Regions from separate parts of the Pan troglodytes genome. Here region 1 is linked to region 2. The links are chromatin contacts, called in public HiChIP or PLAC-seq maps. All regions are on one chromosome and are shown on one strand. Each heading gives the region's core, a stretch centred on a gene start, on an enhancer-like site or on the middle of the called end of the contact. The rest is flanking DNA. Distances are from core to core; before and after follow the strand shown. Region 1 holds the start of EIF2S2 (eukaryotic translation initiation factor 2 subunit beta). Region 2 holds the start of RALY (RALY heterogeneous nuclear ribonucleoprotein).

Region 1 (2,798 bases), core at 120-2,619, 120 kb after region 2:
GCAATGTCTATAACCGCCAAGGACCATATACAAACTTTCAGTTTCTCTAAGCCATTAAGATCCTAGTCAATCTGGAATTCTACTGGTTCAGCCACTTAGTATTTGATCATGGGCATTATACAACTCTGTAACACTCAAAATTTTAATCTCTAAAATGGGCACAATAGACCTATTTTACAGGACTGTTGTGAGAACCAAGTAAGAGACTGGAATCCCGTCCAGAATATATTCCAAATTCCTTAACTTCGTCTTCACAGCCCTCCAAGAACTAGTCATTACCTGCTTGGCAAGTGTTCACCCCTTAACTCTAATCAAACTGGAGATTATTCTACTTCCTGTGAGCACATTTACTGGCCTTTCTCGACCATTCCTTTGCCCTTGTGATCAAGGCTTCCTATTGCCTGAGGAAATTCTCAACAACTTACGGGGCCTCCCCCAATGTTAAGCAATACCTACTGGGAGTACTTAACATCAACTTCATTTTAAGTCGTTAGACGTTATATCAACTAGGATAAATCTGAGGGAAAGGGATTCGAGGAAATTCACTGAGATCCAAGTACCACGGTAGAAAAAGATCCAGCCAGTTTCACAGCCCGCACTTCCCGCTCACGTCGCTGGTAGCCCTCTGTTAAGGGAAGCTCAGGGGCTCGCCCGGAAACTTTCCGGGAAGGTCAGTCACTTCCTGAGGCTGCAGAATCTTTTTCTCTCGTTCTAACCCCATCACCCCCTCGTCTTTTTAAAAAACAATGCTAGGAAGGCAAACAAGGGCGGGATACCGGCCCCGACAAGATAGCCTAGAAAGTTTTAACGAGGGCGTTATACCAAGCCAAGAGAGGCTCCTCGCGGCACCCCTGGCACCCCCGGCACCCAGTGAGGCGAGCTGGGGCGGCAGTGCCCAGCAGAAAGGAATGCAGAGATCGCCAGCCCCAGTCTCGTTCGGGGTTATTAACCGGGCATTCGAGCCCCTTCCGGGAGGACGACTCAACGTGTGCTCTCCATTCCGGAAACGCCAACCACGGCAGGAGGTCCGCCTCAGCGCTGCCGCCCTGAGGAAAGCGGGCTGCGGCCAAGCCTGCGGCTCCGGAGTCCTCGCCGGCTCTGCCGCTCCGGGCCGCCTAGGCGCGGCTGCCCCACATGGCGGCGGCCGGCTGCTAGGCCGCAGGCCCGTTCTCCCACACTGGAGTGGGTTAGGCTTCTCGCCTCAATCATTAGCCCTTACGCCGGGCTCAGATCCTCACCTCGTCTCCAGACATGGCTGCGGCTCGAGTGGGCTCGGCACGGACGGGAAGTCAGACGGGTCAGCCCCAGGCCCCGGCGGCAGCGCTGCCCCTGCTGATACCTCTCCCACCACCGCACTAGGCTCTTGCATCAGCGAAAGGAAACGACACCCCGCCCTCTCCTCCAAGCGTTGGAAATGCGCCTGCGCAGAGCTCGCCAAGGCGCAGGCGCGCAGAAGAGCCAACCTAACGCGCTTCGTGTGGCGCGAGTTACCAGGCGACGCCGCGTCGCCAGGCATGCCGGGACTTGTAGTCCACTTATAAGAGGGTTGCGCTTGCGCTGTCGCCGCCCAGCGACCTGTACGCGGCGTGTGAACGAGCTGCAGCCGGAAGAACGTTCGGTTGTTGATATTGCCTCAGCCTTTTGGAGCATTCTTTTGCGCTGCTTGTAGAGTGAATTGGGGTCCCTTCCTCCTGGGTTAGGGTAGTGGGTTAGACACTGAGTCATATGAACCCGCTGGAGCTTTAGTTTCCCACATGACCCCCGGGCGTCATGGTGTTTGAGAAATTCTGAGTTGGAGCTAGAGGCGCGCACCTCCCTAAGGGTTTTTACTTCGTAAGAAATTTGACGGCTGGTTTTCTGCTTGGGAGGTCAGAAACCAAAGTATCTTCCCGGTCTTCCCCCAGGAGAGATAACATCTCCTGAGGAGAAACAACCACGCAAGAGGCAGCTGTCGGGGAGCCTCAGAATACTTGTTTATGAAATCTGATTGAACGCTGTGGGTGCGCCACGCAATTTCCCTTGAGACCTAACAACAGCAGCGACCCTTTAGGGAGCTCTCACTGCGGCTGTGCCCTCCAGCCAAAGACCATCGAGAACACTCCTGTAGCTGGACAAAGTGGAGTTTATGGTCTTGCAAGTAGGGCAGTACGCCGTGGGAAACACCGGGACGTCTTTGGAAGAGGGTGTTGGAAAGAATTTACAGGGTTTGGGCAGGGTTTAAGGAAGCAGAGCTTCTCTCTGGATTAGATGCAGTCAGGAGGTGGGGGTAATTCTATGATTGGGTAATTTAATAATTTTTTTTTTTTTTTTTTTTTTTGAGACTCGCTCTGTTGCCCAGGCTGGAGTGCAGTGGCGCGATCTCGGTTCACTGCAGGCTCTGCCTCCTGAATTCAAGCGACTCTCCTGCCTCAGCCTCCCGAGTAGCCGGAATTACAGGCGTGAGCCAGCTCGCCTGGCCTATAATTCTTACATGATAAGAAAGTAGAACTGGCCGGGCGTGGTGGCTCACGCCTGTAATCCCAGCACTTTGGGAGGCCAAGGCGGGCGGATCACCTGAGGTCAGGAGTTCAAGACCAACCTGGCCAACATGGCGAAACCTTGTCCCGACTAAAAATACAGAAATTTGCCGCGTGTGGCGGTAGGCGCCCATAATCCCAGCTACTCTGGAGACTGAGGCAGAGAATCGCTTGAATTCGGGAGGCAGAGGTTGCAGTGAACCGAGTTTGCGCCACTGCACTCCAGCCTGGGTGACAGAGTGAGACTCCGTCTCAAAAAGAAGAGAAAGAAAGAAAGAAAGC
Region 2 (3,044 bases), core at 138-2,637:
AGGGAAGAGTTCTTTTGAGAAGGTGATATTAAAGCGAGTTTGGGGAAGAACGTCCCAGGCCTTGCGCTCAGGGTCGTCAACTCTTTGATTTCTCTTCCTTTTGAAGCAGGGCAGGGAGGTCATCAAACAACAGAAGGACAATTATAACTGCTGATATGGCAAAGCCAGGACTCTGAATTCAAACTCTGCTCCATTCTCAGGAATCCCGTCTGTTAAGCAGGTTCTGGGGAAGCGATGTGAATCATGAAATCACAGGTCGGAGGAGGCATCGAGAATATGGTCAGTTCTCAACTTTCAGGGAAATCCATAGCTGAGGAATGAAGGACAACGGGCTTCTCGTGCTCTCACTAGGAAGACTGGTTCACCGGAGGCTGGAACACTGAAAGTGAGAAATCCCGACAGAAGAAATGTGTAGGAGAGAGGACCAGCACCTGGATCAAGTTATAAAACATCTCCTGCATCTTTTTCGGAGATCACCCTTAGCGCGGCCTCTCCGCCCAGTCCCAGATTAGGCAGCGAAGAGCGACCCTCACCCTGTCTAGGTGCCACGTTCCTTAAAAGCGAAAGGACCAGGAGTTTCTTCCTGCCTCGTCTCTTCCGGATCCCTCCTGCACCGCCCGCAGCCTGCAGGTTTGAGCGCCATCTCCAGGCCCCGCCCACCTCAAGCACCACCCCTCAGTCCTCCCTTGGGGCACGCCTCCTTCCGGCACCCGCCCAGAGTAGCCACCCCCGGGGCCCCTCCTCCCCTCCCTGCTTCCGGGCCCGCCTCCTTCAGGCCCGCTTCCATCTTCCTCCCACTCTAAGCTTCTCTTCAGCCCCGCCTCCCTCCACCCGTGGCTCCGCCCTCTGGGCGATTCTCCATTTAGCCCCGCCCACAGCATCTCTTTTCAAGCGCTGTCCTGGTTCCCGGCTCTCCATCTCCTGCACGGCCTTCCCCACTTGTCCGGCGACCCTCTTCCCAGGGCCCCATCACCATCTTAGCTCCGCCCCTACTTCGGCTCCAAACCTGTGCAAGCTGCCCTCTTCCCGCCCCAGCCCCGCCTCCCCAAGCCGCGTCTCAGTTCCTCCTCCCTTTCAGGCCCCACCCTGGCCCCGCCTTCCTCCCGTCCCCGCCGAAGCTCTGGACCTTTCCAAAGCCAGGCTGAGAGGGTGGGGAGAGCCCATGCGCCTGGGAAGCCGGGCTGTTTCTGGGCGGGGCTGCAGACTCCTCGTGCTCGTGTCACCGTGTCCTTCCCAGGAGACAGAGAAGGAGGAGAGCCCGGAACCAGGGCCGGAGCGGCGGGCGGAGCCGAGCTGCGGGGAGCCGCTCCGGGTGCCCCCACCCCCGCGCGCCTCAGTGGTGCCGGCCGAGGGCAGGGCTCGCGGCTGCGGGGCTCGCGCCGCTGTCAGTGCGGCGGGGCGCGCGAGCGGCGCCAGCTCGGGGCAGCGGAACCCAGAGAAGCTGAGGGGGCGGTAGCGGCGGCGGCGGCGGCGGCGGCGGCGGCGGCGACGGCGACGACGACGACGACGACTCCCGCGCGTGTGCCCAGCCTCTTCCCGCCGCAGCCGCCCTTTTCCTCCCTCCCTTACGTCCCCGAGTGCGGCAGTACCGCCTCCTTCCCAGCCGCGCGGCTTCCTCCAGATCTCTCGGCGCGGGTGAGTGGGGGCTGCGGGCGTCTCCTTAGGGGTGCGGGGAGGGTGTGTGCTTTGTGCCTTTCCGTTCACCCACTTCTTCAGGCAGGCCGCTGCCTATTTTTAGAAACTTATTTCTGCCCTTCGGGGAGTCCCGGGAGCCCGAGTAACTCTAGGCCCCCTCCGCCGCTCCTTTCTCCCACTCGGACCCGCCGCCCCGGGTCCCCGGCCCCAGCCCTCCGCGCCCGGTCCTGCTCCCGGCGTTCCCTGTCTGCTCCCTCCGCGGGCCAAGTCTGGGCCAGTAGTTGGCTGGGTGGGCCCGCGCCCGCTCGGAAGTTGGAGTCTTTTGTGCTCGTGCCCCGCCCCGCCCGGCGAGGGGCGGAGGGAGGGGAACGGAGGCTGCTCCGGGGAGGCCGCAGGCGGGCCCGGCCGCGGCGGCTTCCGGCTCTCCTACCCGGGCTGGGTCTACGGGCTCCCGGAGGCGCGCAGAGCTTGTCCTGCCTCGGCTCCCGCCTCTTCTGGGCTCTTTGCACGCCTTGGGCTCGGAGAGAAACAACAACGGGCCCTCGAACTGGGGCCGTATCCGCGTTTCACTCAGCCTCCTTGGCGGCCGAGTCTTAGTTTGCCTCTCGGTGACGTGGGGGGAAAGAAGGAAACTCGCCTTGCGGGGTGTTCGTGGATTCAGGAAGGGAACTAATATGTGAAAGAAGTGTTTAACACCGACAGGGAACATTTAATGAGACTTCACCCAGGAACTTCCCAAGCCTTACTTCATTTAATGTTCACAACGGCCTTCTGGTTTATCCTCATTTACAAAAGCAGAAATTAAGGCGCAGAGGGGTCAAGTAATTTTCTCCAAGTCACAGTAGCCACAGAAGTGCAAAGGAGTGGTGCCAGTACCTATTATTTATTAATATTTCCTGGTGTGAGCATGTATCATCTCTTAGTGCAGAGGGCATTTTTACCTAGCCTTGGGTCACACCATTTAATTAGGGGCATAACTCTGGGTTTTCCCTGACTTCTGGTACGTTGTCCACTATACTATGGATGAAATCCCATTCTGGGGTTACCATAGTTCTAAAGGGAAAGGTTTGGATGAATTCCTTGCTAGTGTTGCGGCAGTTAGAAGTTGATGGATGCAGACTCCAGGTCTCAGACACAACTCAAATTCCCTGGGGTTTTGGCTCAAGGAAGCTTTGAGACTGTAAACGGTGGGATCCACCCTTTAGTTTGTGTGTGGTGTGTTCCTCCTCCCAGACCTTGCAGGTTCTCTGTGTTTAGATTTATCGATCCTAGTTTGATGGGGGTTAGGGGGAGTAGCTCAAGTCATCTGCCTTCAAACAAATATTACTCCTATTTTCAGATAAGGCCCAGAGTGGTTAAAGTGAACTAAAATTAACTTTGGCAAATGTTCCAGTTTTTCAATGTGATCC

What was found. HiChIP or PLAC-seq counts read pairs in DNA pulled down with a chosen protein or histone mark.
Region 1: a contact with region 2 is called in an H3K4me3 HiChIP or PLAC-seq map of stem cell-derived excitatory neurons, with 2.7 times the contacts expected there. The contact joins the promoter of EIF2S2 here to the promoter of RALY in region 2. A contact is called at or near these places in 1 of 7 Hi-C or Micro-C datasets (stem cell-derived neural progenitor cells) and 1 of 1 datasets of contacts at active chromatin or transcription factors (stem cell-derived excitatory neurons).

What each region holds. Positions count from the first base shown.
Region 1 is chr21:40,316,217-40,319,014 of NHGRI_mPanTro3-v2.0_pri, forward strand. EIF2S2 (eukaryotic translation initiation factor 2 subunit beta) reads right to left here and starts at 1,370. Exons shown (of 9, transcript NM_001098556.1): 1 at 1,239-1,370. The coding sequence starts at 1,253.
Region 2 is chr21:40,198,365-40,201,408 of NHGRI_mPanTro3-v2.0_pri, forward strand. It overlaps RALY (RALY heterogeneous nuclear ribonucleoprotein), which reads left to right and starts at 1,388. Exons shown (of 10, transcript NM_001280425.1): 1 at 1,388-1,635. LOC104003558 (a long non-coding RNA gene) reads right to left here and starts at 657. Exons shown (of 3, transcript XR_010154372.1): 1 at 534-657; 2 at 1-379.